Regions from separate parts of the Mus musculus genome. Here all the other regions are linked to region 4. A link is a contact called in public Hi-C, HiChIP or PLAC-seq and promoter capture Hi-C data. All regions are on one chromosome and are shown on one strand. The core of a region is the stretch at or near the end of the contact, and the rest is flanking DNA. Distances in the headings are between cores, read along the strand shown.

Region 1 (4,084 bases), core at 941-3,440, 180 kb after region 4:
TTGCTTTACCATTTGAGGAATTATATAATATCAGAATTGACAGAGCAGAGAAGTAGTTGTTTTCTATAAAAGTAAAAAAACAACAACAACAATAAAATAAATAGTGGTAAGTTCAGAGGAGGTAGCTAAATGGATGAAGTACTTGCTGCATTAAGTGTGAGGCCCTGAGTTTGATGATCAGCACCAAAAAGGCCAGCAATCAAGGAAAATGCCCAAAATTGATGTCTGAGCACCCAGATAGATGCTGTACCCCCCCACACACACACATACGCACACACACACACACACACACACACACAAGTACGTCACCAAAAGTACTTCCCCGTCTTGTCACAAGTTAAATGTTAGAAGACATTGGAGTGTGTTGGAATACCTGTGTTAACTTCACAAGAAATCAGGAGGTACACAGTTCTAAGACTGCAACCCACAGTCAGTGATAATGATACTAGCTCAAGGCTTTTCTGTCTGTCCATCTGGTCAACCCTTTCACACTGACCCTGCCCTTTAGCCTCATTATCTCTTGGTTACAATTGACTATTACAACACTAAGCATCACATTCACCTGCAACTGCAACCTGCAAGTCAGGAATAAATAGAGCAGTAGGAATTTGAGAGAAAAAAATTTCTCTCCCTAAATCTGTCTCTTTTTATCCCAAAAGAGAAAGTATGTCTTAGAATGCCCAAGTGAGAGATGGGCAGAACTGTGTCATGTAGCCAATGCCAGGGGCAAGAGAACTCGGAAAAAAATGACCTCAAATTTGGAAGTTTGGGTTTTTATCATGGGAAGCAGTTATGCTGGGGAAGAAAGGCTTAGAGAATGAACCTGGATGAACATCAATGTCTGTTGTTGCCAACAGTTCAGAATCATTTTGAGGTACCAGAGGAAAACTGCCCCAAAGCAAATTATATATAGGGTTCTTTGGGGATGGGAGTCCATTGGAGTCCTACAGTGAAAGAAAAAAAGGAGAGAGAGAGAGAGAGAGAGGGGGGGGGGGGGGAAGAAAAGAAATAAAGAGGAACGAAGGGAACAGACCCCAACCTCTGATCTGATTGACTCTCTGCTCTCTGGACTGCAGAAATTCCTAACATTACTAATGAGCTGAAAGAGGAGCTCGCTGTACCATGAAGCTGGTTTTGCTATTCTTTCTTGCTGTCTGTCTCCCATGGTTCTGTTTCTTAATTCCTCTGGTCCCAGATGGGACTCCCTCAATAAAACTTAGCTCTCCTTGATTCCCGGGAGCCCGAATGTTTTTCACCGAACCATTAGAGTTGAATATTTTCACAAATTTTCCCATGGAAAGATGGAGGGTGAGAACCCACCCAGCCCATAAAATCTGCCATCCTCTCCGCCAGGATGCTCAATCATCATGCCAGCCCAAAAGTCTGCAGCATAAAAGCACATTTTATTTTCTTGCTTAAAATGTGAGGCGTGGGGATGTTTTGCTTTGTTTCAAACAACCGGTCCTTCTAGATTGGATTCAGTGTAGCTCAAGAGTCTCCACTAATTAAGAGGAGCTTACCTTACTTTGTGGAAACTCTCCAATTCTTTTTATTTGGTTGAACAGTGTGTAGGTTGGGAAGTTTTAATTCTTTTCACGCTAGGATTGCAAATATTCTCAACTCTCACAAAGTGATCTTCCCTTCATAAAAGAGCAGAGAGATCATCCACAAAGTTGAAGAACTGAAAATATTTGTGTTATCTTGGTTTTCAATAGGAGTTGCCCGGCAGGACCAGGTCTCGGTATGGCCTAATACCACACTTCTTGTTTAGGCAGAATTAGAGACTCCAAAGAAAAGGAAAACAAGGAGGGCAAGTCCAGCCTGCTGCACCTGGCCATTGTGTAATCGCCCACGCTGGGAGTGAGGTGGGAATTCCTTTTGGCCCCTCCCTCCACATGTGATCAATTTACATCCTGGAACTTGAGACTCTATTTCCTGTGTCTTTTTTGTGCTAGTTCACATAAATTTACATGCCAGTCACGCTCATAAATGTCTAATCCATCTGCAGATCTAAGTCCAGTCTGCCTCAACAGCCCCCTGTGGTCACAAACGCTCCAAGCTGAATATGTCAGTTGGTTCAAAAGATGCTGCCTGGTACGCCTCCCCCACCCCACCCCCACCACACCTCCGCCCCCACCCATCGCCCATCCTTATTTACATTTCCTTTCTTTCAGCTGCACTAAATGTGCCCCGCTCTTGCTTGGGATCAGCTGGAAGACAGGTGAGTTTCTGTCCTACCCTGAAAGTTCCCTCTGACTCTGGTTTAAAGCGTTGAGACTGTTGCTGTTGCAGCATTAGCGGAAAATGGCCTAATTGGATGTAAACAACCGGAACTAAGGAGGTGCGAGGGTGCAGTGACCAGGATGCACAGCCACAAGTCTGTGGTTCTAGACTAGGGTAAACGAGGTAACTACTCTGCATTTAAATTTCTTATATAACAGAACAAAAAAATGAATTTATCACTATTCGTCAGTCAAAGCTCCTAACAGGACCGAGTAATGAAAGACAGCAAAAGATGTGAGGGTAAGCCGGGTGTGGTGGTGCATGCCTTTAATCCCAGCACTCGGGAGGCTGAGGCAGGTGGATTTCTGAGTTTGAGGTCAGCCTGGTCTACAAAGTGAGTTCCAGGACAGCCAGGGCTACACAGAGAAACCCTGTCTCGAAAAACAAAAAACAAAAAACAAAACAAAACAAAAAAAACCCAAAAGATGTGAGGGTAAAGAGTTAGGCAAATTTCAAACTGTGTATTAACATCTCATACTTACTCCTTTATGTGTTCTATGTGCTTAGGAAATGGTACCCAGAATCCTATTATGGTGGCGTATCTACAGCTTTCTGCTTTGGGTTGGGATCAGATTACTTCACAATCAACCCTCACATTTCAATGATCTATGGAGTAAATGGTTCGCTTCTCCCAAGTCCATCCTCCATCTCAGATGTTGCTCTCTAGATAATCCTCTCGGGTGATTTCCATCTAAATAGAAACTCAGAGATCTTGGTTTACCTCATATTTTGAGTCTACTGTATTGTTGCTTCCAGTCAACTTAGGGCTAGGAAGACAGTAGAAACCAGGGGAAAAAAGAATTCATGGACGACCCCATCCATGAAATTATTTAATGCTACAAGTGTGTATGTTCCCATTTCATTGGTTCGAAGAGCTATAAAACCCCTTCTCAATGCAAGAGGCCTCAGGAAAGTGGTATTTCTGAGTCCCATGAGGAAATAAAAGACCCATACAAACATACAGTTTTGTGTTAAAGACAAGACAAAATTCCCAAATGGTCTCTAAGTCCCTTCACACCTACCTACCATTTGAGGCGTGCCCCCCACCCCCAGTAGATGCTAATGCTCACTAGGAAGTGATTGGTGTGAGGTCTTACACTGACCTTTGTTCCTGAACAGTTAGGACAAAGATCTTCTAAGTCACTGTGAACAATTTAAGGGGAAAAAAAAAAAGAGAAAAAACCCAAAAAACCTAGGGAGATACTCTCATGGAAATGCAGTCTAATGAGAGCAAGCCCACACAAAGATGTCTAAACACCCACCACAGACGATGTCAACTCTTCAAAACCAACTGCAGCTGTGCTGTGCACAGGGCACATAAATCTATGGGCAATCGGGAAGGCAGAATGGGTGGGTGAGTCGGAAATCTGAATTAATTGGAGCCAGGAGGAGACTGTCTGAGAAGGAAAAACTCTTTCTACAGCATTTTTCAGCAGACTATAATTTTCCTAATTACAAAAATCAGAAACTATAGTGAAGGCAGAGAAACACAAAACAAAATTAAAATCACTCCTAATCCCAACTCCCATCCACAGGCCACAAACTTCCGAGCCATTCAGACGATTCCCATCTATTGTTCTTATAGATGAACTCTAACAACTTTTCTGCGCAAGCCATTCCCCTGCTAAGTATCACTCAGCAGGTTTGATGGCTTGTTTTTATAAGACTCACAATATAATCTAGCTATTTTGCAATATTAGTATGAATGGCTTACATAGTTGGCGCTGGTTGGGTCTAACAACTTCTAGCTTTTTTACTCTTATCAAAAAACCGTGTTGAACATCTCTCTGTGCCCGTTTTC
Region 2 (4,206 bases), core at 1,627-4,126, 140 kb before region 4:
TGCTACAACGAAACACCATGACCAAAAACAAGGCAGGGAGGAAATGGTTTAGTTGGCTTACGCTTCCAGGTCATAGTCCATCCCTGGAGGGAGTGCAGTACAGCACCTCAACAGGGCAGGATTTTGGAGGCATTTTCTCAATTAGTGGTTAAGGATGGGAGGGCCCACTTTGGGTGGTGTCATCCCTAGGCTGGTAGTCCTGGGTTCTATGACAAAGCAAGCTGAGTAAGCCAGGGGAAGCAAGCCAGTAAGCAGCACTCTCCATGACATCCGCTCCTGCCTCCAGGTTCCTGACCTGTGTGAGTTCCTGTCTTGACTTCCTCTGGTGATGAACAGCAATGTGGAAGTGTAAGCCGAATAAACCCTTTCCTCCCCAACTTGCTTCTTGGTCATGATATTTTATCCAGGAATAGAAACCTTGTCCAAGACAAACTGGAAGTGGGGTATTCCTGTGACAACCTGACCATGTTTTGGGGAGGACTGTGGAAGGACTTTGGAACTTTGAGCTAGAAGAGCCATTGGGTGTTAAGAGCTCTGTGGAATGTTCTGTAGGCGTATGGAAGATAATGTTGAGAACAGTGGAAATGATGGAGGCTTGGCTTGTGAAATTTCAGAGGTAAGATTAAAGACTCTTATCAGGGCTGTTGCTGTTTTGATTGTGATGATTCTGTGCTTTTGGTCAGCTGGGGCTGTGATTAACAAGATACTAGAAGTACTAAGGGGAAACCCTTGCATTAATGGGACGATTGATGCTGGTTAGCTGGAGCTAAGAAACTAGCAGTGATTAAGAAGAGACCAGCATCACTAAGGTGAAATCATCTGGGCAGTGTCTGAGAGCACAGAGAAGCTGTGTTCCAGAGGCAGCCACGGTTGTACCTCATGTTGGCAGCCAGACTTGGTACTGTGTAAGAGTCATCCAGGTGGTACCGGTTTTGAAACATGAAGGGGCAGCACCTGATGCTTGGCACTATGAGAGGCCAGGAGAGGCCATTGGTGAAGGTGCAGCCTCTGTGGCAGTTGAAGGCCCAGGACTGAAGGGGTCATACAGAGAAATTGAGGCTTAGCACCATGAAAAGAGCCTATGAGAGGTTGCAGCAGAAGATAGCAATGTTTTGGAGATGCTAACACCATGAGATGACCACCAAGAACAGCAGCAGCAGTGGAGTACAGGCAGCTGGAGCCTAAAAGACAGTGTGTGTGCTACAAAGGGCAGGGCTGGAGAAGTGACCCAAGCCCATGGAGGAGCCCAGAAGATCATGAGTGGATCCCAGACATTGGACAGTTAGAGTTTGATTTTGATTTTGGATTTATTTATTTATTTTATGTAGAAAAGTATAACAGTGTAACTCATAACTGATGGTTGTGAGCCATCATGTGGTTGCTGGGAATTTGAACTCAGGACCTCTGCTCCCTCCGGTCCACCCCACTCACTCTGGCCTAAAGATTTATTTATTATTATATCTAAGTACACTGTAGCTGTCTTCAGACACACCAGAAGAGGGCATCAGATCTCATTAAGGATGGTTGTGAGCTACCATGTGGTTGCTGGGATTTGAACTCAGGATCTTTGGAAGAGCAGTCAGTGCTCTTAATCACTGAGCCATCTCTCCAGCCCTTGATGTTGTTTTTGATTGTGACCGTGCCCTGATATTTTTCCCTCTTGAAGAAAGAAAGTATTTTAGTGGAATCCACAGTTAAGATTGTAAAAAGATTTTGAATTTCAAAGGAGTTTGGATATTTTAAGGAATTGAACTTTTAATATGTAAAGACTGTGGGACTTTTAAAGTTATTTAGATCTTGGGAATGATTAAGAAAGTAAGGTTTAGGCTTAATAGTGATGTGCTTGTGTGTCTAGTTGAAGAGGGATCAGTTGTACTAGCTGGTTTTGTGTATCAACTTGACACAAGCTGGAGTTATCACAGAGAAAGGAGTCTCCCTTGAGGAAATGCCTCCATGAGATCCAGCTGTAAGGCATTTTCTCTGTTGGTGATCAAGTGTGGGGAGGGCCCATTGTGAGTGGTGCCATCCCTGGGTTCGTAGTCCTGGGTTCTATGAGAAAGCAGGCTGAGCAAACCAGGGGAAGCAAGCCAGTAAGCAGCACCCCTCCATGGCCACTGCATCAGCTCCTGCCTCCAAGTTCCTGCCCTGTGTGAGTTCCTGTCCTGACCTCCTTTGGTGATAAACAGCAATGTGGAAGTGTAAGCTGAATAAACCCTTTCCTCCCCAACTTGCTTCTTGGCCATGATGTTTTGTACAGGAATAGAAACCCTGACTAAAACATACAGTCTTGGATGAGAAATAAGAAAAGAACCTGAGCTCTCACAGCATCGCTGGTATCGATTTTACAAAGAGATTCTTTCTGCCACAGTGTTGCTTCTGTTCCCAGAACTTAGGAGCCAGCAGGCAGGAGTTGTCCCCGCCCACACCCAAGCCCCTGCATGCCACTGGCCTCACTCACAGCTCCTGTGGGCTTGTTTTTATTTTTGTTTTTAAAACCAGGACAGTAAAGTTTCAAAACATACTCTCTGAGGCAAAATAGCGGCAGGAAAAGATTTGTGCTAACAGAGTCAGGCAGGTGGCGCAGCTCATTAGACCTCTTACCCACAGCAGGATGCATATTTGAGAATTACCAAGGTTTTTTTTTTTTTTTTAGAAAGAAAAGTGCACAACTTCATTCTTGTGGTTTTTGCATCCCAATTTCAGACAGGCTTGGACAGATTCTCCCATCTATTCCTAAGTGATGGATCTGAACCGGGTTTCGGAACTTAAGAGGAGAACAAAGACAAAGACAGAAGGCTAGGGAAGATGTGCCGCACCCCAGGGACCACCCAGACAGCCACAGGAAACTGTTGCCACTCACCTTTCAATCCTTTTCAGTTTGTGTCATTTCCAAGGGGGTTGGCGGCAGATTGTAGGAGGCTCCAGCCTGGGGCAGCTTTGGTACTGCAGTGAGTAGCACCCAGAACTGATCCAAACAAGCCCAGCCCTTTTTGTTCTGAGTGTTCCTTGCAAAGTCTGAGGCTGAGTATTTGAACAGTTCTCTCATTAGTCCATGCTGTCAGCCCTGTAAAGAGCCACTTAAGACAGGCTAACTGTAAAGGGTAGGGATTTACTGAGCTCACCTTTCAGAAGAATAAATTCTTGTTTTTTAATTGGATATTTTCTTTATTTACATTTCACATGTTAGCTCCTTTGCCGTTCCTGCCCCCAGAGACTCCCATCCCATACCCCTCCTCCTGCTTCTATGAGGATGTACCTCCAATCCTCCCACCCCACCCCCACTCCCACCTCCCTGACCTCGCATTCCTCTACCCTGGGGCATAGAGCTTTCATGAAACCAAGGGCCTCTCCTCCCATTGATGCCTGACAAGGCCATCCTCTGCTACATATGCTGCTGGAGCCATGGGTCCCTCCGGGTGTACTCTTTGGTTGGTGGTTTAGACCCTGGGAGCTTTGGTTGGTTGATATTGTTCTTCCTATGGGGTTGCAAATCCCTTCAGCTCCTTCAGTCCTTTAAGAGCACAAAGCAGGCTCTGGTGAGGGCCCCCTTTGGTGGTGTCATGCATGGCAAGTGGCAGTGTGGGAAGAGGGGAGGAAACCCATGATTACAGACAGGCCAATGGGAATTCATCTGAGTGGTACCAACCATAGAGTTTTCCAATAACTCTCTTGAGAGAACTACTGGAGACTCAGGAGAGAACTTTAGTCCTTTTTCAGGCCGGTACCCTCAACTGTCCTGAGGACATCCCATTATCCAATCTCTTCAAGAGTCTGCATCCCCTTCCAATCCCATGGCCCTGGGCCAAGCTTCTAGCAAGAACTGGGGCCCCACTGATGTATCAAGTTTAAAACATGATGAGCATCAGACAGAAAGAAAAAAACCATGAGTTAGGTGCAGACAGCAAGCAATCGGCCCGGAACAGGTTTAAAAACAAGGTCAAGAAAAATGCTCAGAGTGTTCTGGAAGGAGACACAGTTCACATTGGCAGTGTGGTGAGAGGAAAAAGTCTACAGAGTCCATCAGAGAAGCAAATCTTAATGTCAGAGATGACACAGTTGTACCTACACATGCATTAGGTCATATGGGCAAACTCGGATATAACCCTGTTGTCACAACAGTGTCTTGGGATTTGTTCCCTGATACTGGCAAAACAGGGTGTGAAAGGACCAAAGGAGTAGCCTCAGAAGGCACAGATGTGTGAACAC
Region 3 (3,912 bases), core at 779-3,278, 200 kb after region 4:
ATATGTATATTTTAGAATACATGTGTGTCTCTGCAACACCTCATGTGTGGCCATGATAGCCATCACATAAACTTCTTCATTTTTCCAAACCCTGGGATACAATTTCAAACCACATATAAACGGACTTTATACTGCACATATGCGCCACACAGGGCCCTACCACACAGATGGTATCATTATTTCCACACGGACTGATTCATAGTCTAAACCCAGAAAAGGATCTCCAAGAAAAGATGTTTTAAGACCAAGTTTCCAAAAGGAAACCCTTCAAGAGAATGTCCAGCATAGCTCTGATACTTTGCAGGGGCGGGAGGGGAGGGGCAGGCAAGGCAGAAGGCCCCCAAACTAGAACCAAAACCAAACAAAAGGAGCAGCATTAAAAAGTTCTGTGATGATGGGGGGGGGGGGAATGCTATAAACTTTTTACTATGACTTGTTTGGAAAGAGCTTGCTTAACAAATGCAGCCATCTTCTATTGAAACGCAAGGCAGTAAAATGTTTTATGGTGTACTATCACAGTACCACGATGTGGATAGAATGGTTATTCAATCAAATCTTGGAAAAGAATAGCTTGTGTTTGCTCTTCGAGGAAAGCCAGCCCTTGAAAAGAGACAGGGAAGGGGGTGGGAGGAAGAGGGAGAGAGGGAGGAAAAGAAACTTTCTATAGAGTCTTGGGAATGGGAAATTGTCTGGAAATTGTCAACTGAAGAATGGGGACAAAAAGAGATGCGAGCGCTTGTCCTAGAGAAGAGGAGGAAAGAGGGTGCCAGGGAGGGAAATGAGGGCTGTTTTCACATAAGGGCAATTATGCAGCAGAGTTGTTCATTGTAGAGTTACGATGTGAAGCTGGAAAAGAACAGAAGTGGAGCCAACGGGTAAACATTGGAGGGAAGAGGTGGACGTGTCTCAATAAAGACCATTCTGCATGATGGCTTCACTACAAAGGAATGGCCTATGCCATGACCGAGGGCTCTGAGCCTGAAGCTCAGTCAGAGGCTTTCTCGCCATCCAGTGCTCACCCTGACAAAAAGCCTTTAGATAATCGGAGGTTTATGCCTACCGGGTCTTGGAAGCCCCAATTCCATTCTTCCCCCTGAACCGTTTATCTGTCCTCAAGCCATGATAACTGTCCTTACCAAAGGACCCAACCACAGGACCCACAGATCATGGGTGTGATCTGCAGAGCTGTCTGCCAAAACCAACCCCTCATGAGCTGATTATCTCAGGTGTTAGTGACAGGAAGCTGACTAACACAGGCAGGAGGTGAGGGTTCCCACCTTGAACGGACCCCAATGAGGGGACCTGAGAGATTCTGACTGTGTTTGGGTGTCCACAAGCCTAAGACTTGCTTAAAACTCCAAACCAGCAATTGCAGACAACCCCTACAAATCTGACTGTGCTCCAAATAAGATTTCTATGAAAATAGTAATATGTATTAAAATTTACCTGGTACCCTAAAAAAGATTTCTGTTAAAATAGTCACATGTACTAAAATTGACCTTGGCATTTAATGTTTCCTGTGAAGAAAGGGGCTTCCCTTTTTAAAGCAGAAAGTGTCTTAGTGCATTTTCCTGGTGAGGTAAAAATAAAGGAAGTCTTGCTCTGCTCTTTCCAAGTCAAGGAAGCAATCAGAATAAAGAAATCAAAGAATCACGGGTGGGGGTGGGGTGGGGATCCCATTCGTGATCCCATTGCCCCTTACCCCAAATGGCAAGGAGTGGATTCCCTGCTCCATCTTTAAACGGATTCTTTTTTGTCGACACGTTTACTGTTTACCTCAGGACACCAGAGAGGCCGCAGGAGAGGAGACTCATGATGTGTGCTCCCTTCGGCAGCTCATACCCTAAAGAGGCCATGATGGGCTCCGTCCTCATTATGTACATCTTGTTCCTCAGAGGACACCAGAGCCTGGCCAACAGCACTCCACACCCTAATCTTCGCTGAAGAGACCTGGCCTCCACACTGAGTAGGGAGGGCCCACTAAAGCAGAGGTAAATTCCATCCCAGGCAGCCGCCCCTTCCTGAGTCTTGGCACTTCTCAAAGGCTCTGGCCCCATCAATGCTGTTTCACAGTCTAGACGGGCGTCTTCCTGTGTGTGATGTGTTCACGAGTTCTCCTTGCCCTCCTTTTGGGGTTTCCTTCCGGGATGCTACATTTCCCCCCCCCCCCCTCTGGTGTAGAATTCCTAGTTTAAGTTTATCAAAATCCATTTCAGGGGGGACGCTCTGTGAAGATGGGGTGCCTCGCAAGGCTGAAAGGCAGCTGTCATTTTTTTTCCATGAAAGCGAAGTAAGTTCTGAAGCAAAATATTAAGTGTGAGCAGCACATAACCCTACCCTCAAGGAAAAGGTATCAACTGGGCTGGGCCCTGGCTGGAGGGACACCTTAGGCAAAGTTGTTAGCATTAGGTCTAAACTCCACCCACACAGTTACCTGGCAACAACCAGGTAGGCCTGACCCACTATAAAAGGGGCTGCTTGCCCCTCCTCCCTCTCTTACTCTCTTGCTCTCTCTCTCTCTCTCTCTCTCTCTCTCTCTCTCTCTCTCTCTCTCTCTCTCTTGCCCCCTTGCTCCCTTGCTCCCTCTCTCTCCCCATTCCCTTCCCCACTCTCTCCATGTGGTCAGGACCGGCCTCCTCCCCCCTCCCCTCTCCCTCCTCCCCACTCTCCCCTCTCTCCCCCCTCTCTCTGCCTCTACTACCCTCTTAACTACCCTCCCCATGCCCTGAATAAACTCTATTCTATACTAAAACATCATGTGGCTGGTCCCTCAGGGGGAAGGGATGCCTCAGCATGGGCCCTCTGAGACATCCCCCTCCCCCCCCCCCCACCTCCGTAGAACATATTCTTATAGCTCTCTATCTTTTTATAATCACAACAAGATAACTGGTCCCAGAGTATGTGCTTGATAGTACCATTTGCTTTTTATTTAATATCTCGTACATTTCACACAGTGAACCTACGAGGTAGCATGATATAACTTTTATCCCAAAGGAGAAAAAAAAAGAAAATGAAGCTTAGAAGCATTAAGCAAGACCTGCCTCAGTTCAGGTCAACTTTGAGTTATTGGAGCCCATGCTCTTCTGAATTCCAGAATCGGTACTCTAAACCGGCCTTTCCTACCCCGCCCAGGTGTCTCTCCAGAGAGAACACAAGAGAGACATTTCCGTTTGCGCTGCATTCCCCTCGAGGCAGATTCAGTGTTTGTCTGGTGGTGATTGGGACAAACTCCCAAGCTTTTGAAGTTCTCTCCATTATGCTAGGGCTCTGGGAGATGCCACCGGGGCCTGCCCTCCGGGTGTGGTCCATCTCCACTGCTCTCTGAGCCTAGTTTCTCTAAGGCATCTAGGATTGAGCTTGTGAGGGGCGAGGGGCGAGAGACCGAATGTGGTCAGGCGCACATTTCTCTCTGAAAGGCCAACTGTCTACCGAGTCTGAGTAGGTGTGTTACTTAATACTACTCCAGGAGAAAGTGCCCACCCTGAGAGTCTGAAATTGTGGATTTAATAGGCCTCCTGCCGCTGCTCGGCTGCCTTCCAAAGGCTCTCTGGATCGCTTCCTCTGTTAGTCGGCCCTTCTGTCTGAGACTCAGGGATACGGTGATTATTGATCTGTGGTAAGGGTGACAGGTGTCTGCTCTGCGACTGTGGAATATTTAAAGTGATGTTAAAGTATTTCTTGCAAAGGGTGGGGAGAAACTAGGGAAAGAAAGGACGGCATTTGCTCTTGCACCCGAATGCGTCTGTGCCTCTGGGGGGAAGGCGTTCTGGCCCACACCCAGCTTTCCCCACTCAGAAACCTAAGTCCTCCAAAGACCCACTCTGGGGAGATTTTGGTCCCACTGGCCAGCCATGCACAGGCTGAGCTTGTGCCGAGTCTTGCTGAACTGGGACCCCTCACCCAACTCAGCAA
Region 4 (3,712 bases), core at 822-3,321:
AGAAACTTCCATTGGACACCAGCGCCAGTGGGCACTTAGAGCAAACACATCGGAAACACATTTTTCTTTGTGAACTCGGCCTTCACTCAAAGGTAAAAACTCCCAGCCGCCTCCGGATCTCAATGCGTTTTCCTTTAGCCTTTGGGGGAGGGGTGCGATTAGTAGGATTCAGAAAACCTGGGTGGCTGGTGGGAAGCAAGGGGGTAGAGCGGAGACTTCCTGGGAGGTGTAAAACGGGATCCCAAAGCACTGTAAAGTGTCGCTAAGGGCAGAGCGGGAAATCTCGGCGGCCTCTAGATTAGTTTGTTTCCTTTGATGATTTCCCAAAAGGTACACTCCTTGTTTTTCTAAAACACACCAACAAACTTTCTTCGATTTCCCACCTAGCTCTACGGGGGCAATTTAGGACTATTTTCTAATCCGCCTATTGGCCCGAGGGAAGCGATTTAAAGCAAAAGAAAAAATGGGAAGTTTTTGGTTTTTTTTAAAGGCCGGGAAGGGAGTTTTACTGTTCTCAATAGACGCGTCCTTAGGCTTGGAAATTGCTGCGAACGTCCCAACCCCCTGCCCGCCCGCCCGCCCGCCCCCGGCCCTGGGCGCTGCGCACAACTCTGCAACAGCCGGCTTGCACTCTTAATTGGTTGCATCCGCAGACAAAACCCTCCATTCCGCGGGGTCCTGGGTGCCCCTCGACCGTCCCTTCCCAGCCCCCAGCCACTCGCCCAAGAGGAAGCTAAAACTTGGGCTGCTCAGAGGAGCGGGATCGAGGAGCCAAAGAGGGACCCGACTCCTGGCGGGGAAGCGACCCTGGCTACCGTGCACTTTCCTTCCAGAGCTCCCTGGGCGAAGCGCGTTTCCCGGGCCCGCGGGGGCCTGGGATCCTCCGGGATCCTTTCCCCGCCAGCCCCGGCGGCTGTAGCAGCTCGGCAGGCATTTAAATATCCTCGGGAGGAGCACCAGGCGGGCAGTCGGCTCCGCACGCGTTCTTTGTCGGGAGGGCGCGAGCCTTGGGCCATGGAGTGTGGGGAGGGCACCGAGGGGGCGGCCGCGGCGCATCAGCCTCCTACGGGAAGGCGGCCCCGAGAAGCCGGAGAAAGCCGCGGGTCTAAGAGCTTCGGACTCGCAGTCCTGCCCCTCCTGAACTCCCCAGTCCCCCCAGTCGCCAAAGCGGCTGACAAAGCGACGCTTTTATTCTTTGGGACCCCCGAGGCTCGATGCCCCCCCCCCGAGCCACGCCGCGCCGCTCCGGGGCTGCGCACAATAGCGAAAGTCCCTGTCCACGATTCGCGCGACCCCACCTCCACCGGGTGGCTACGGCTCGCCGCGGGACCCCAGCTCTTGGAGCCGGGGAGCGCGGGTACCCGGAGAGACTGCGCCGCGCACTCTCCAGGGGAACTCGGTCTCCCGCCCCACCTACACCCGGGTGGCAGGCGGGCTAGCTTGCGCTGCCGTAGCCGCTGCGCTCCCGCGCTCCGGTCGCCCGGCGTGTCGCGGGGCCCCGGGGGCAGAGGCGTCGCGGGTGGGCTGAGTGGCCCCTCCGCGTCGGCGTACTGACTTGCTGCTGCTTCCTGGGTCGGCCGCGTCCTCGCTTCTGTGGCACCGGGGCGGCAGGTTGTCCCTGGGCTGATGTGGACGGCTGCCCGGCGCCCTCACCGCGTGCGCTCATCCTGCCTCCCGCCGCCGCTACCACTGCCTCTACCGGTACCGCCGCTGCAGCCGCTCGGCCTCCGCCGCCCCGAATCCGCCCAGCACCTTTCGGGAGACGGGATGTAGAGAGCTGGAGAGGGCAAGAGCGGCGAGAGCAGGCGAGCTGGCGAGTGCGCCGGGGACTACTGCTGCTGCTTAGGCTGCCGCCGCTGCCACCATCAACACCGGACGTCCAGCGGCTGCCAAAAAGAGAGAGGGGAGGAGGAAGAGAGGAGGAGGAGAGGAGGAGGAGGAAAGGAGGAGGCGCTGCGGGCAGTGGGTGGCGGAGGTAGAGGTGGAGGTAGGGAGAGGAGGCGGGAAGCGAAGGAGAGGGAAGAGTTGGAGGCGGAGAGGGTTGCTCTCTCCGCAAAGGCTCGGGAGTTGCGGGTACTGGGACGCTCGGCAGCGGCTTGGAGAGGGAAGAGACTTGGAGTGAATTGTGTCCCTTGAAATGTTAGGCGGGGAAAGAATTCCGCCTCCTCTCCCCCACCCCAGAGGGAGAGAGAGGGAGGGGGGCGGGAAGGAGAGACAGAGACGCAGAGAGCCAGAGAGAGACACAGAGAAGAGGGACAGAGACAGAAACTCAGAGAGAGACAGAGACAAAGAGACAGAACGGGACAGAGATAGAGACTGACTAGTGCGGTCAGAAACCGAGGAGAGAGTGGAAGTTTCTGCCAGGATCCGGTAGGGCGCCCAGCTCAGCTCTAGCAAGGAACAGAGCAGTGGGTGGCACCGCGCCTCCTCGGGTGGCGGGGTCAGGCGGCGGCACTGCACAGATGCAGAGGGACAAGCTGCTGGCCTCTGCGCTCTGCACCCGGAGCCCAAGTTTTGCCCGTGCTGCAAGTTTTCAGAGTTCCTGCCCGGGATTCAAGAGGGATGAGTGTGTGCGTGCGTGTGCGTGTGTGTACACGCGCGCTCGCACTTGCGGAGGGGGTGGCGGGAACGGGGAGTGCCCACCTCTGATCGTGGGCGGATAAAGGGGAGGGGGCTGCAGGAGAAGCAAGAGGAGGGGGCAGGCCAGGCGGACAGCCGAGCCCAGGCGCCTGGCCGCGGGCCAGAGGCAGCGTTCGAAACACAACTGCCTCGAAGGCGGCGGCGCCCGGTTGCCACCCGGAGCCCCGGCTCACGTGCTCCCGCCAGCAGTGGGGTTAAAAAGACAGGGCCTAGGCTCTCCTGCCGGATCGCCGCTGGAGGCCACCCCTGAGCGGCTGTCCTAGGAAGGCGAAAGAAAATGACTATCTCAGAGTCACCCTGGAGAGCTTGGCTTCTACCTGTGCTTCCACCGAGGGTTGCCCGAAGTTTCCGGAAGCATTCAGGGTCAACCGCCGCTGTCTACTATTTCAGCCCCGGGAAAAGAGCGACCAAGGAGTCGGAGCGCCCCTTGCGACCCCCCCCCCCCCCCCGCTCCACTGAGAAATGCCCTCACCCCAGAGTGCACGGGCCGGCGCACAAACAAGCGTGCACAAAGATACACGGGCCCACGCGTGTGATCGCAGACAAGCTTGCACGAAAATTCATGTGTGCGCGCACACACACTTCACTGGCAAGCAGGCATGCAAACAAACCCGTGCTTAAGCACACACTACCAGACACACGATGGTGCCAGTAAGCACATTCGCAACAAAAGCACACACTTGCACACTATACACAGGAACACCGAGTGTGCCAGCTCCTTTATCGAGGTCCCCTCCCCCAGGACTGACTCCTGGAGCAGGCGCTGCACCCCCGTGCTGGGACGCCCATAACTCTATGGGATATTACCGATCACTTATCCTTCCACCGCACCAATTGCCTGAAGTTTGCCTTCATTTTAACCTTCTCCCTCAGAATTCCTTTCTGCCAAGTCCTAATTTTATAGCCTGGGCTGTTTCTAAGTTATGTGAACACCATCGTGGCCACAGTCAACTTTTTTGAAAGGCGTAAAACGTTCTAAAAGGCACCTCTTTCTCATCCTTGAATAACACAAATCTGAAAGGGGGAAGAAAGAAAATCTTAGGGTCAGATTTTCCCACATCGCACCCAAAAT
Region 5 (4,142 bases), core at 163-2,662, 250 kb after region 4:
GAAGGCATGTGAGCCAGACAAGAGTGTGTAAGTCTTTTGACCCAGGTTTGCCAAGTCTCTCCTAAGGGATGTGGCCCTCACAAGCCACTGTGATCCAGCTTGTAGATTGTTGAGTTCTCTCTCTCTCTCTCTCTCTCTCTCTCTCTCTCTCTCTCTCTCTCTCTCTCCCCTCCCCTCCCCTCCCCTCCCCTCCCCCATCCCTGCCCCCAGGAACCCTGCTCTTTCTGCTAACTATACCACAGCCAGAGAAACATGGAGGTAGATACTGATTAGAGATGTGCGCTAGAGAGAAAAATATGCCTCCTGGCAGAATCAGAAAATGGTCAAATTAAACAAAACAAAGCCAAAAAAAAAAAAACCAAAAAAAACCAAACCAAACAAAACAAACAAACAAACAAGCAAAAACAAATTGCCAAACGAAAAAAAAAAATTGCCGAACGCTGAGAATTGAGGCAACAGCAATTCCCGCCGGGCACTGGGATCCATTCTCTGTCTTGTGCGAGGCACAAGTCTAATTACAGCTCTTATGAGGAAAGATGACAGTGTTTTATTTTATCTTATTTTGTTTTGTTCTTTATGTGTAAACAAACCAGTCAAGGGCTGGTAAGCCTCAGCCAGCTGGCATTTATTTGTTTTTATCTCCTACTGTGATTCACCTTGTTTTAATTGACTTCCAAGAAAACATTCGGGGATAGGGAGTGGGGGGGGGCACTTCGTGGTTGTGGCTGTAGCTAAATACACACGTTTACCTGAAGCCGGAGTCAGGGAGGGAGGACACAGTGCCTTCAATTCCCTACCCAACTTCCTTCCAATCCTATCACCTTAGGCTATCCTGCCAGAGTCCGTGGGGCTGGCTTGGAGAGAACTTGGGGTTACGATGGAAGACCTTGTGCGCCTGCGCCTTCTGTGAGCGCTAAAATGCTGGGTCTCCCTGGGAGCAGCTATCCCCGGGTCTGACAGCTCCTACCCAGAGTCCTCTCAGACTCCCACCCCAAACTGGCATTTGTCGGGTGTCTAGCAAGTATCCTGGCTTTGGTTTTCCCATTGAAACCCAACGGCTATATAAGTGAAGAGGAATGTGGAGGCGGGGGCAGAGGAGGTCTGCAAGGTGATCGTATTCTGTCGTTTGGGGGGACGTTAGGAAGTCCCTTTTCAAATTTTCTCCCCACAGAGGCTGGGCATCCTACCACTTGTGAGGGAACTGGCTTCCCTAAGAATGTTAGGATTATTAACATAGCTTAGGAAATGAGTCCCTAGAGGTTCACCATGGGCTTGATCGCACAGAATGGCTGCTGTGAGAGGCAGCCTGCTTGCGAATCAAGGGCTGGAGATGCTCTAGAGGATAACGTGCTGTCTCTCCCTAAAGAATCTGGAGTGTGCTTCCCGGAGTGAGCAGCAGGAAGTCTGACTGACCTACATGAAGCATCCAAACAGAGTTAATGATTCATTCAACTGCTCTCTCAGACGTTCACTAGCCAGAGGTCTGAAACTTAATTTTTTTTTTTTAATAGAAACTGACACCTGCGGTTTAAGAATTCCCTTATAGCCTTTGGGATAAAAAATCTTGGCTTCCCATTTTAATTCAAAGACAAGGTGAGAGGCTTTCCTTGTAAGAGGAGCCAGCAAGGAACACTCTCTGGCTCCTTCTGTTAGGGGGCCTTGCCCTCCTCCCAAGCTCTGCGGCCTGGGTACCTTTGATGTCCAGGCTGCCTCCGACCTCATCTCAGCAGGATGCTCTCCTTGATCCCTTCCAACCTCCCCACCCAAGGTCCTCCTGAGTGTGGGAAAGTGGGTGGAGCAGAGTAGCGCATCTGAGGTCTCTCAGCCTGCAGGGCTTTCGGAGTGAGGGGCCAGGTCAGCAGGAAGGTGCAAAAGGATGGAGTGGAGACGGAAAGACAGAAAAGATGGAATGGACAGAGCCAAGGGCCCAGCCAGAGCTTCCCACGGCACTCACCACAAGGTACTGGCTGTATTTGGTGTGGTCTCCGACCCCCAGTTCCATCCCATTTACAACTGCTTAAACAGCCCTGTATCCAACCAGCTCATGACAGCTGTTTTGACCTGTGGAGACGACTCTGGATGGTGATGGATAGGCGGATAGACTTGCTGGGTATGGCTGCATATGCAGCCAACTGCCCACTCCGATTTAAGCTTTATCCTTCTACCGTTCCTGGTGTAATCCCCACACTCTGCCACCCCTCGAGCCTTCTTGTCTTTATAATCTCTGTCTTGTTTGTTCTATGCCATTCAAGGAGCTACAACACCTTTGGCTTCCTAATGCTCTTTCCACATCCAAACTTCATCCTCTCTCTGCCATTGGCTTTGAAGATGTCCTCATCTCTCTGGTAAATAGTACTACATGTACAGCCCCCCACTCCACCCCACCCCCGGCTTTCTGGATTTCAGCAGAATTAACCTGAAAGTTTATCTTAAACGAAAACAATTAACTAGTACTCAGTGAATGGTGGCTCTGAGAATTGATAATCAATACGTATTCTATAATGTCCTTTGGTTGGTATGTTTCTTCTGTAAGTGACAGGCAAGTGTGAAGGGGCTAAAATAATGGAGGTGCCAAAAGGCATCATTTTCTTTAAAAGGTAGTTACTGAGTCTGCCTAGTTTTGTGTCAGCCACTTCATTGAGAGCCTTAGAGCCTGGGCTGTTCACTAAAGTTCCCAGATGTTTGCTTTGACTTTCTAAAGAGGACAGTAAAGACTGGGCACATGGCATGAGTGGATCACAAGACACTGCCAGTTTCAACAGGGGATGGAGCTGGGAAAGGTGGTGATCTTTCTAACAGTTTCCAAAGTGCCGAGAAAAAGCCATGGGAAGAACAGAAGAGCTACAGAGATTTTTCAGAAAGGTGTGTGGAATAGGAAGGAGCCTGAGGGAAGAGCAGGAAGTCTGGAGCTTGGGGTCTCAGAAACCATCTCTACACTCATGGGCCCTGAGGGAAATGCCACCTGCCCAGCCCACGTGAAAATTCCACACGGAAGGCCTTTGCTTCTGAGTTAGCTCTGAGGCCTGGCGCATCGTTGTGACTCTGAAAGCACACCATAAGCTTTTGGCATAAAGTCAACCTTTACTTCCCCGAGCAGAAGGTTCCTTAGTGCAATGTGACGAGACAGAACCACTTAGCATGCCACTTTTGCCAGATCTTTCCACTTTAAAGTGCAAGTTTGGAATGCTGTTCTTAGCTCTACCACTGCGCTATCATGGGACAGTGACCGCGCCCCACATCAGGTTCCCTATTGCTGGTGACAAAACTAGAGAGAGAAATCTTTAGCACCCAGTAAAACCATGACTGCTCCAAATAGTTCATAATGATTTTTTTTTCTGGGAAAAATAACTTTCAACTGAAATAGCATAAAAAAGCAATGGGAAAATGCACAGGCATGCGAGAAACCCTGATCTCCACTGTTCCATAACAGCATATCCCATCGCAGAGAAGAAAATAGAAAGAAAAATGTGTCCCTAGAGAGTCAACAGCTCGAGCTTCTCTGCCCCATAGAAATGACTGTTTATGGTATATACCAAAGCACCATATTAGGAGACCACTTTTTTGGTTTTTCTTTGTCTTACTCAACCAATTCCTGGGCAAAGAGATTCAAAATGATTAGAGAACATATTTCCATTGTTCACCAATGTTACTGTATTCTTGTCACACTGCATCCTCTGACACACAGCTGGGTGGCATGGCCCAGGAATCTTGATGGGAAAACAGGAGTGCCTCTGAGATGCACAACACTACCATGTAACACACAACACAACCATCAGGTCAAACATTACCAAGCTCTTATAGTTCTAAAGAAAAGATCAAGCTGCCAAGCTGGGGAAAGAAGCTCTTTGGTGCTGGTCTGATGAGGATGCCGGACAAGGTCATGAGTCCGTGGTCAGGGAGAAGCTTGGTTCAGTATGGTGACTGTCCCAGTGAATGTCTCTGACCAGCAGTGTAGGTTAAAGGAAAGATCTCCGGGAACCTGGGCTCAGAGAGAATTCTCCTTTGCACATCCTTAGCTACATTCCCTCTAGAAAGCTACTCACCTCAGTGTTCTTATAGATACGGAATTCTATAAGAAGAACTCCATAAATATCACATACACATCGTCACTACTTCTATTGACCTGGACTGCCATGACAATG
Region 6 (4,177 bases), core at 1,639-4,138, 170 kb before region 4:
GTATCCACAAATGAACTCTAACCACCTCGGAAATATCTTGAGACCAAAAAAATCACGGTGGTACTGAATTGTAAATGTGAACTGCCAAAATATTACATAATGCCAATGTTATTGGATGTTTGATGAAAAACAATGTTTCTGACTGAAGTACTTGATACATACTGACTTTCTTACATGAGTGGTCACAACAGTGTCTTTATGTCGATTTATGGGCCATTCTATGGTATTGATAAATAATTTCAGTATTTTCTTCTTTTCAAGGAATAGGGTACAGGCTTCCTGCTTGCCAGTTCTCCCTTTGGAAGCCTTTTGTACCCATCACCACCCTTCAGTGGGGATCTGGGCTAAGCAGAATGGGCTGCTACATAGAGATAGTAGGAATTCTCTCTTTCTGGTACCAGTTGGGGCAGAATTCTGGGACAGGGGCTAAGTTCTCAGCCAGCAGTATAGAGCCTGAAACTGTAGCATGCTTGATACTGTTGTAATTTTATTTTCCACTTAAATCAATGGAAACACTTCATAGGGTATAGTCTTGTTTGGTAAAGGCAGCCTGGCGTGACAGACATTTCTTCACTTAGGTGTCCAAGGACCAGTTTCCAGGAGCATTCACAAAAGTAAGTCGTGTCTATGTCTCCGTCTTGGCATCACAGTGCTCAAAGGGGGGCGCTGTAGGATCATTTTCTTGGTTTCCTCCTCCAAAGTTAGGCAGAGATCTAAATTTTTATAAAGATACCACAGGGTATGACGAAGTGAGACTTTAGGCAAGTCTAACTTCTATTATGTATTAACATGACTTCAGGGGGAATTGTTAACTCATTTTTAAAATGAATAGATAGGCACTTTTGATCCTGAAAACATTCTGGCAAATTGATCTTTAGATAGCAAGTGAACCAGTGCGTTGAACATGCACAGGGGTGGGGGGTGGGGGTGGGGAGGGACCCTACCACTGGACTTGCAACAGTGCACACGTCAGAGGACAACCTGTAGGAGCCTGCTCTTTCTCTCTACCATGTAGGAACTGGGCATCGAACTCAGATTGTCAGCCTCGGTGACTGGCATCTTATCTACACAGCCATTTCCTCGGTCTCTCGAATCTCTTCATTAGGATGGCTTCAGCAGACCTGCCTCTCTCTCCCAGCGGCTCTGCAATGGCCTAGGGCCTCCCTACAAGTCTATGCTGGAGTGCCATATTGATAGCTGTGCAGCAACAAGAGAGAAAACAAACAAACAAACAACATTGAGAAGCTGCCATTTTAAGGACCAGGGTGGAAGTATCTGCATGTATGTGTGTCTGCTGGCCATCTGTTGTCACAAGATGCCATCTGAAAGCAGGAGGACTGCTGGGTATCATTCTCATGTGCCCAGAGGAGAAAGCTAATGGTTTTGTGAGCTCATAGAATTGTCTGTCTGCTGGCATTTCTGCCAACGTGTTAACTGGCAATATCCCACCATGGGATCCCTCATCGGTTGGTGTTCACAATGGTGGTTTACGATATAAGCAGCTCATAGCACCCTTACCGAAGTGAAAGTCGGGTGCACATGACAACCCAGGACTCTATTTCTCTGAGTGTAATATATTTCTGATTCTTTCAATGAGTACGTTGTAAGAAAATACCCAGCGTGATGTTTGTGCTGCCCAGGGCTCCTCAGAATTTGAAATCTCCCAGTGTGCATATTGAGTTTCCTCTTTTCTGTCAACAAGGGGGATAGTTCTTCGAGTCAGCTCTCCCACAGTCTCTACCAGTAAATATTTCCAGTGGTGAATGGTTCCAGCAGTGTTTTAGGGTTTTACTGCTGTGAACAGACACCATGTCCAAGGCAACTCTTATAAGGAGAGCATTTAATTGGGGCTGGCTTACAGGTTCAGAGGTTCCGTTCATTATCATCAAGGCATGGCATGGCAGCATCCAGGCAGGCATGGTGCAGGAGGAGCTGAGAGTTCAACATCTTGTTCTGAAGTCAAACAGGAGAAGATGGGCTTCCAGGCAGCTAGGATGAGGGTCCAAATTATTTATTTATTTATGTGAGTACACTGTTGCTGTCATCAGACACACCAGAAGAGGGTATCTCATCTCATTACAGATAGTTGTGAGTCACCACGTGGTTACTGGATATTGAACTCAGGACCTCTGGAAGAGCAGTTGGTGCTCTTAACTGCTGAGCCATCTCTCCAGCCCTAGGATGAGGGTCTTAAAGCCCACACTCACAGTGACACACTTCCTTCAAAAAGGTCTCACCCACGCCAACAAGGCCACACCTCCAAATAGTGCCACACACTCCCTGGGCCAAGCATATTCAAACCACCACAAGCATGGCCCATCATTTCTTGTATTTTGCCACAGTGATTTTTTTTCTTACCGTCCAATCCTATCTGTTTAGAATAGTTCTTATACAATCTGTGAAACATCTGGTTGTCACTCTTCCTGGATTTATCTTGCAGCCAAGCGGTTGGACCATCTGCAAGTCTTACCTTCTTTTAAATCACTTAAAATCTTTCTGATGTCTACCAGTTTTCACGCACAACTCACAGTATATTAGCTGCTGCTCTCTTGTGGCTCTCTGTGTGTGATAAGAAGAGCGCTCTAATAGTTCCCTGTCTTGGAGTTTTTTGCTGACCTTTACTTCTTACTCAGAGATAGATGTTCGCTTCCCAAGTTTTTTTTTTTTTTTTTTTGGTCATCCTCCCCATTCAGTATCATGTCTTCTTCTGCAATGGTTTTGTTTTATTTTTTGCTTTTATTCGTGAGGCAGGGCCTTACTATGCACATTAGACTGGCCTGGAACTCACAGACACCCTCTGCCTTTTCTCTGTTGGGATTAAAGTGTGTACCACAATGCTCCCTTTAGCTTTAAATTTTTTTTTTAGGAGCAGTGTATCTCAGGGTTATGTGTTAGTGACTCACAGACAGGCTGCATTCTTTGCTGGGTTTGCAAAGTATAATTGCAGAATGGGTGAGGGTAATTCATTTGACATATGTAATAATGGTTTAAATTTGCACTGTTTGAAGTCTTTAGTGAATGCAAACAGCTGCTCAATGTGTGTGTGTGTGTGTGTGTGTGTGTGTGTGTGTGTGTAAATGATCATGTTTTGTGTGAAAATGACTTAGGCAAATAAATTTTTCTTTAAAAGTTACAGAATGCTCATTCTTCAATGGGCTTCTGTTGTCTGAAACTTACAACTTGAAACCTATGATGTCAGTCAAAGGCATTAAAGAAGTAATTTTCCAGCAACAAGGTATGAGTGATAAGGTGTCCTTTTCTTTAAGACTCATCTGCATCCCAGAGGTAGAACTCTCCCAAACTAGGGCTTTCTGGGAGTGAGTCAGAGTCGGTCTGCCTCTTCCTTCTGTGCTCATGATTCAGAGCCTCGTGAGTCAGTGGCCACCTCGTAATGAGGACACTCAAGGTCACCTTGGGGACAGTGTTCCGAGTCTGACTTGAATTTGGAGGAACTGACTTGTTCAGTGTCAGAGGGGGCCATGCCTCCCAGCTCTGGTACCCCGCCTGAAGCTCATCAGCCCTCCCATGCATGCCCTTTCCTTTGCATAACAGGTTTCTAGGCACTTTCATCCATCAATGTTAAAAGTGTCTTTCCTGATGGATTACTCATTTATACATTTGAATTAAGATTTTTTTTCATTACCCAGTTCTATCACAGCTGGCATAATGAGCAATGTCAAGTTCTAAAACTATATTGTGACAACACTTTAACTTGTTATGCTTTGCCTGTGGATGTAATTAAGGCAGCGTGTTTGGTATCAGTTTATTCTTAAAAAGCAAAGTAGAAGCAGATGAGATGTATTTATAGACTCATCAAACAATGAATGGATGAAAGCAGAAAAGCAATGAATGGGGAGATGTCAGCCAGGATGGAGGAGGGACCCACTGCCAATCTCATTTCCAGACCAACTATTTGGAATTTATTCCAAAGACAGCTGTCCCTTGATTTACAGTAGGGAGAAAATGACATTTGTAAGACTATCGTACCATACTTCAATAAACTTCTACAGTTGGGGTGGGGGCTAGCTTCAGTTTCTGTGGTCAGAACCCCACCTGGAGGAAGCCAGGAAAAAAAAAATCTGGGGAACGAAGGAAAATCCTTAGGAAACACAGGAGGGTTGCAATGTGGTTCTAGCCCCCGAGAGCTATTCTGATTTGTAGCCAAAGCTACATGAGG
Region 7 (4,254 bases), core at 776-3,275, 210 kb before region 4:
AGTGAAGGACCTCAAAGTTGGCACAAGACTCCCCAAGACTCAAGCACAAGGAAGGTTCTCGGCACAAGGGAGATTCATTTGTCCTAGGGGGACAAAGGGCAAGGAATAAAAGACAAAGACAGGAGATAGAGGATGAGGGACCCAGGACTGCCTCTGGATAGAGAAGAGACGGATGTGGCCCATAGGAAAATGGCGATTCATAAAGGGAAGGGGGACCCCGTGTTAGGATGAGTTGGCTAATTTTTTTTTTTTTAATAATTTATTTATTGATTATAATTAAGTACACTGTAGCTGTCTTCAGACACCAGAAGAGGGCATCAGATCTCATTACAGATGGTTGTGAGCCACCATGTGGTTGCTGGGATTTGAACTCTGGACCTTAGGAAGAGCAGTCGGGTGCTCTTACCCACTGAGCCATCTCACCAGCCCCGAGTTGGCTAATTTTAATTGGGCATGTCAATTAGGTGAGCCAAGAGGGGATTTTTGATTGCTGGATTTCAATACTTTGACAGCTGCACCTTGGTATCAGCCTCAGGAGGAGGAAGTGGCTAAATAAGGGACTAGACCTCAGCGGCTAGCTATCAGAATGTGATCTAATGGTTTAGCAAGGTCAAGGGGACAAGGGCGAAGGGTAAGTGGCAGAAACTGTTGGTGACATGTTTACCATGCTTGGGTCTGCTAGTGCCCGAGCCATTGCTGTGGCATTTTTACCACATTCTGGTCTTCCAGATTGTTACCAAACCCACTATTAAGTTTATAGCATTTAAGGGCTCTCTAGCCCACATCTTTAATCTCTTCCACATTTCTCCCACAAATCACTGCGAATGGCCCCAGAACCACGTTCTCTGGTTTCTCAAGGCAATACCTTCTCTCTGTGATTGATTGATTGTCTCTGTTGACTTTTGTTTCACTGTGGTGGGTTTTGGTTCACTGTTTCAGGGAGGTCTCAGTCCTCTATGGCCAGGGACATTGTGGCACATGGAAGTCCACCCTTGGCCCGTGACTGTCACCGTGGCACACTAGAACAGGAAGCAAAAAGTACAGGGGCAGAACTAGATACAGGGTTTAAAAGACCCCGTACTGCTACTGGCTGGGAACCAGGCATTAAAGCACAGGCCTGTGGGAGACCCTTTGTATTCAAACATCATATCCTACAGATTTATTTATCTTAATCAAGCTCTGGATAGATTACCTTTCTTATTTCTCTGTTGTAAAGTAAATGTGTTAGAATAAAAGAAACTTCTAGTGACTCCTGATTCTCTATAAGGGACCTTATCTTGGGCATATTTGAGGGATGGGATAAGACACAGTCTTATTTTAATTATCCTGGGGTAATTTCACTCCTGGTCCTATATTCCCCTGAGAATATCCTCACTCTGTGTCACTATCCTTTCTTATCTGAATAAAACATTTAGAGAAGCAGCTTCCAGCCTGTGGGTCACGACTCCTTTGGGGGTTGAGTGACCTTTTCACAGGGATGACCTAAAACACAGAGATTTACGTCATGATTCGTAACAGCAGCAAAATTACAGTTATGAAGTAGCACGGAAACTAATCTCGTGGTGTGTGTGTGTGGGGGGGGGGTCACCACAGCATGGCAAACTGTATTAAAGGGTCACAACATTAGGGACGTTGAGAGCCGTAGACTTCGGACTCTCTACAGTCTTACCAAAGAGGTTGCTGTGGTGTTGACCCTTAGAAAGCAGAAATGGTAATTTGAGAAACCGTGAGAGTAAATTGTGGTTTATGATCACTACTCCAAAAAAAGGTAGAAAAACTTGTTCACTTTATTCATTGATTTTTATTTTTAAAAACAATCTTTTCCGGTGTTTTTTTTTTTTCCTTCTTGGAGTTGACAACAACGTAATGATCAGGTTGGGTTGGAAATGAAGTATTAAAACTTTGCAGACTGGTAAAGTGTTCACAGCTAAGGCGGCCTCTCACCAGAGAGGAATTTGTATCCTCCTGGACGCATAAACTACACTGTTACTGTGCGAATGTTTCCAGGCCTGAGAGCAGCATTAAGTAGAGACACCGGGATTCCTCGCCATGTGGCAATCATCCCGTTCTTAGGCTGCGGTAGTCTCGGAGAGCCTATGAATTATATTCCTTTCTTGTCACAGTCCCTCAGGAAATGGTCATGGGGTCTCCCACTGAGGAAAGAGCATATGAACGTTCCCCACCACTTTGCAGCTACCCAGCAAACGCACTAAAACTAGCCCCTCCCCTCAAGACAAAACCCAGCCCGCCCCCCCCCCCCCAAGACAAAAACCCAGCCCCTCCCCCCTCCAGGACAAAACCCAGCCCCTCCCCCCTCAGGATATGTCCGCTTGGCTGCAGCTCTCAGCTATTAATGTCTGACTTTTCGCTAAAGGTTATAGAGACGAAAAGATAAGGAGCCACAGTTTTCAGGAGTTGGTGAGGTTCCTGCTGGAATACATTTCATCTGTCGGTAGATCTGAGCTGAGGCTTGGTAAATGGGTAGGAGTTGCCTTGAGGTACCGCAGCGCTCTACAGAAAGGCTACTTACTGTAGGCCAAAGCTGGGAGGAAGGGCTTTCCTCTGCCTCTTTGTGACTTAACCCTAACATCCTTCGTGACCTGTACCACACTGTTAGCCTGGGGTGGCAGTAGAGAGGGGTGCAGGCGAGAGCAGTGAGGGTAAGCCGGGCCACTCCCAGAAAATCAGTGCGGTGGCACTGTGTGACGTCAGCTACACGGTCAAGGTATTTCTACCATGTCAAACCATGGTTGCATTGACCCAGGAGACTCCAGCCTTTGGTGCCACAATCGTCCAGCAGAGCCCTGCTGTATTTGCATCCTGTAGCTCCTGCCTCAGCCTATCTCTGTTCTGATGATCAGGCTGAAGAGACATACTGTCTCAGGGCCCTCCAGAAGTGTTTCCAGCTGGGCTTTCCTTTTGTCTCCTGGTTGTCCCCAGACTGTATCCTGTACCTGAAGGACTATCATTGCTCAACTGGAGGACCCCCCCCCCAAGGCTTCCTATTTCAGTCCTTCATTCTTGGGATTCATTTCTCTCTTTGAAATCACCCCCTTTCCCACATACTGTGGCTTATTAAAATCACATGTGTTTGTTTGTATGTGTGGTGATAGCATTTATTTATCTTAAAGATTTATTTATTTTAGTATATGTAAGTACACTGTAGCTGTCTTCAGACACCCCAGAAGAGGGCATCAGATCTCATTACGGGGTGGTTATTAGCCACCATGTGGTTGCTGGGATTTGAACTCAGAACCTTTGGAAGAGCAGTCAGTGCTCTTAACTGCTGAGCCATCTCTCCAGCCCCTTGGCTTATTTATTTATTTGCTTATTTATTTAGCTGTGTGGTGGTGGGGCTTGTTTGCTTGCTTGTTTATTTATGGTTTTGTTGTTTATTTATATATGTGGTGGTAGCATTTGTTTGTTTATTTACTTATTTGCTTATTTACTTAGCTGTGTGGTGGAGGGGCCCTTGTGTTTGCCGTGTGGAGGTCAGAGGATAACTTGTGGAAGCCAAGTTCTCCTTTTACCATGTGGATTCTGACTGTGGAACTCAGTTCTTCGGGCTCGGTGGGAGGCACCTTTAATGTGTAAAACCCTCAAACTGCATTCGGTTTGATTAAAATCTCTCCCGAATCTTCCGATTGAGTGGTTCGCTTTCTTTTGCCTGAGCGTAGGCTGAGCATTCAATAATCAGTACGTCTGAAATCCGAAATGATCCAAAAGCTTCCTTCAAAAAAAACCCCTCAAAAATCATTCTAATTAGTGGGAGACAAATTCAGGCTGATGTGCAGCTTGATGAAACACAGCCCGAAAGAAAGCCACTTTCAATCTATCTTTTGTAAAGTGAAATTTTCCTTGTACAAAGTGCCCCTGCTTAAGAGCTCTCCTAAAGTCACTGTCTGTGATGAACGAAATATTTGGCTTGTGTTATGTGCAATGCCAGGCCTTTTCCACCATTCTGGGTCTTGACTTGGGGTTGGAATATGGAGTGGAGGCTGCAGAGCTAGAAATCTGCTCGGGTGTGCGCATGGTTATGAAGAAGAATTTCAAAATCCTACTGAGCTGGACAGCCAAGGGGCTATGGAGACCGCTCTCATGTTGGGTAGGGTATTGGCTTGCTGACAAAGCCATTTGTCTTCTCGCCCGTCTCTACGACACCCTCTCTCTGTCCTCCAGGGTATTGCAGGTGATGCCATATATTCATAAGAATTTATTTAGCCTCCGGCTAAAATGTCTTGAAGCTCTTTTCCA

Evidence for each region. Promoter capture Hi-C pulls out the DNA fragments that hold promoters and counts their contacts. A called contact is a pair of places that touch in the nucleus more often than the background predicts. HiChIP or PLAC-seq counts read pairs in DNA pulled down with a chosen protein or histone mark.
Region 1: a contact with region 4 is called in an H3K4me3 HiChIP or PLAC-seq map of embryonic stem cells, with 27 read pairs. The contact joins the enhancer-like site here to the promoter of Hmga2 in region 4. A contact is called at or near these places in 7 of 39 promoter capture datasets (the HPC-7 cell line, cancer-associated fibroblasts, cranial neural crest and 4 more), 1 of 15 datasets of contacts at CTCF or cohesin (the NIH/3T3 cell line), 30 of 484 Hi-C or Micro-C datasets (the 4T1 cell line, the AML12 cell line, the BV-2 cell line and 18 more), 23 of 115 datasets of contacts at active chromatin or transcription factors (the HPC-7 cell line, bone marrow-derived macrophages, cardiomyocytes and 12 more) and 2 of 9 other capture datasets (adipose tissue and embryonic stem cells).
Region 2: an H3K4me3 HiChIP or PLAC-seq map of embryonic stem cells shows a contact between it and region 4, with 21 read pairs. The contact joins the enhancer-like site here to the promoter of Hmga2 in region 4. A contact is called at or near these places in 2 of 39 promoter capture datasets (both in liver), 1 of 484 Hi-C or Micro-C datasets (bone marrow-derived macrophages), 10 of 115 datasets of contacts at active chromatin or transcription factors (bone marrow-derived macrophages, craniofacial prominence, embryonic forebrain and 4 more) and 1 of 9 other capture datasets (adipose tissue).
Region 3: a promoter capture Hi-C map of the HPC-7 cell line shows a contact between it and region 4, with 8 times the contacts expected there. The contact joins the enhancer-like site here to the promoter of Hmga2 in region 4. A contact is called at or near these places in 10 of 39 promoter capture datasets (the 3T3-L1 cell line, 3T3-L1-derived adipocytes, the HPC-7 cell line and 6 more), 1 of 15 datasets of contacts at CTCF or cohesin (the NIH/3T3 cell line), 32 of 484 Hi-C or Micro-C datasets (the AML12 cell line, B cells, the BV-2 cell line and 19 more), 24 of 115 datasets of contacts at active chromatin or transcription factors (the HPC-7 cell line, the NIH/3T3 cell line, acute myeloid leukemia and 16 more) and 1 of 9 other capture datasets (embryonic stem cells).
Region 5: a Hi-C map of tail fibroblasts shows a contact between it and region 4, with 3 times the contacts expected there. The contact joins the enhancer-like site here to the promoter of Hmga2 in region 4. A contact is called at or near these places in 11 of 39 promoter capture datasets (the 3T3-L1 cell line, 3T3-L1-derived adipocytes, the HPC-7 cell line and 6 more), 1 of 15 datasets of contacts at CTCF or cohesin (the NIH/3T3 cell line), 5 of 484 Hi-C or Micro-C datasets (bone marrow-derived macrophages, embryonic fibroblasts, reprogramming fibroblasts and 1 more), 17 of 115 datasets of contacts at active chromatin or transcription factors (acute myeloid leukemia, bone marrow-derived macrophages, a colorectal cancer cell line and 12 more) and 2 of 9 other capture datasets (embryonic stem cells and liver).
Region 6: a Hi-C map of the C2C12 cell line shows a contact between it and region 4, with 3 times the contacts expected there. The contact joins the enhancer-like site here to the promoter of Hmga2 in region 4. A contact is called at or near these places in 9 of 39 promoter capture datasets (3T3-L1-derived adipocytes, cranial neural crest, embryonic stem cells and 2 more), 27 of 484 Hi-C or Micro-C datasets (the C2C12 cell line, adipose-derived mesenchymal stem cells, bone marrow-derived macrophages and 13 more), 19 of 115 datasets of contacts at active chromatin or transcription factors (acute myeloid leukemia, bone marrow-derived macrophages, cardiomyocytes and 9 more) and 2 of 9 other capture datasets (embryonic stem cells and liver).
Region 7: an H3K4me3 HiChIP or PLAC-seq map of craniofacial prominence shows a contact between it and region 4, with 5 times the contacts expected there. The contact joins the enhancer-like site here to the promoter of Hmga2 in region 4. A contact is called at or near these places in 9 of 39 promoter capture datasets (the 3T3-L1 cell line, 3T3-L1-derived adipocytes, cancer-associated fibroblasts and 5 more), 11 of 484 Hi-C or Micro-C datasets (the 3T3-L1 cell line, 3T3-L1-derived adipocytes, brown adipocytes and 8 more), 14 of 115 datasets of contacts at active chromatin or transcription factors (bone marrow-derived macrophages, cardiomyocytes, craniofacial prominence and 10 more) and 2 of 9 other capture datasets (embryonic stem cells and pancreatic islet).

The regions. Positions count from the first base shown.
Region 1 is chr10:120,658,776-120,662,859 of GRCm38.p6, forward strand. No RefSeq gene overlaps it. Among named protein-coding and RNA genes, the nearest start is that of 4930471E19Rik, 25 kb to the left of the region's middle. Within about 2 kb of position 2,191, at least 13 of the 459 cell types and tissues checked have an H3K27ac peak or open chromatin away from gene starts, as enhancers often do. A contact at or near this core is called in embryonic stem cells and trophoblast stem cells, where this site is marked.
Region 2 is chr10:120,336,580-120,340,785 of GRCm38.p6, forward strand. No RefSeq gene overlaps it. Among named protein-coding and RNA genes, the nearest start is that of 1700006J14Rik, 25 kb to the right of the region's middle. Within about 2 kb of position 2,877, at least 9 of the 459 cell types and tissues checked have an H3K27ac peak or open chromatin away from gene starts, as enhancers often do. A contact at or near this core is called in embryonic stem cells, where this site is marked.
Region 3 is chr10:120,679,038-120,682,949 of GRCm38.p6, forward strand. No RefSeq gene overlaps it. Among named protein-coding and RNA genes, the nearest start is that of Gm35062, 7.4 kb to the right of the region's middle. Within about 2 kb of position 2,029, at least 8 of the 459 cell types and tissues checked have an H3K27ac peak or open chromatin away from gene starts, as enhancers often do. A contact at or near this core is called in the HPC-7 cell line and bone marrow-derived macrophages, where this site is marked.
Region 4 is chr10:120,474,398-120,478,109 of GRCm38.p6, forward strand. Hmga2 (high mobility group AT-hook 2) reads right to left here and starts at 2,072. Exons shown (of 5, transcript NM_010441.3): 1 at 1,556-2,072. The coding sequence starts at 1,666.
Region 5 is chr10:120,721,264-120,725,405 of GRCm38.p6, forward strand. No RefSeq gene overlaps it. Among named protein-coding and RNA genes, the nearest start is that of Gm35130, 4.3 kb to the left of the region's middle. Within about 2 kb of position 1,413, at least 23 of the 459 cell types and tissues checked have an H3K27ac peak or open chromatin away from gene starts, as enhancers often do. A contact at or near this core is called in embryonic fibroblasts and tail fibroblasts, where this site is marked.
Region 6 is chr10:120,305,538-120,309,714 of GRCm38.p6, forward strand. No RefSeq gene overlaps it. Among named protein-coding and RNA genes, the nearest start is that of 1700006J14Rik, 57 kb to the right of the region's middle. Within about 2 kb of position 2,889, at least 47 of the 459 cell types and tissues checked have an H3K27ac peak or open chromatin away from gene starts, as enhancers often do. A contact at or near this core is called in the C2C12 cell line, adipose-derived mesenchymal stem cells, bone marrow-derived macrophages and 3 more, where this site is marked.
Region 7 is chr10:120,265,981-120,270,234 of GRCm38.p6, forward strand. No RefSeq gene overlaps it. Among named protein-coding and RNA genes, the nearest start is that of Llph, 41 kb to the left of the region's middle. Within about 2 kb of position 2,026, at least 6 of the 459 cell types and tissues checked have an H3K27ac peak or open chromatin away from gene starts, as enhancers often do.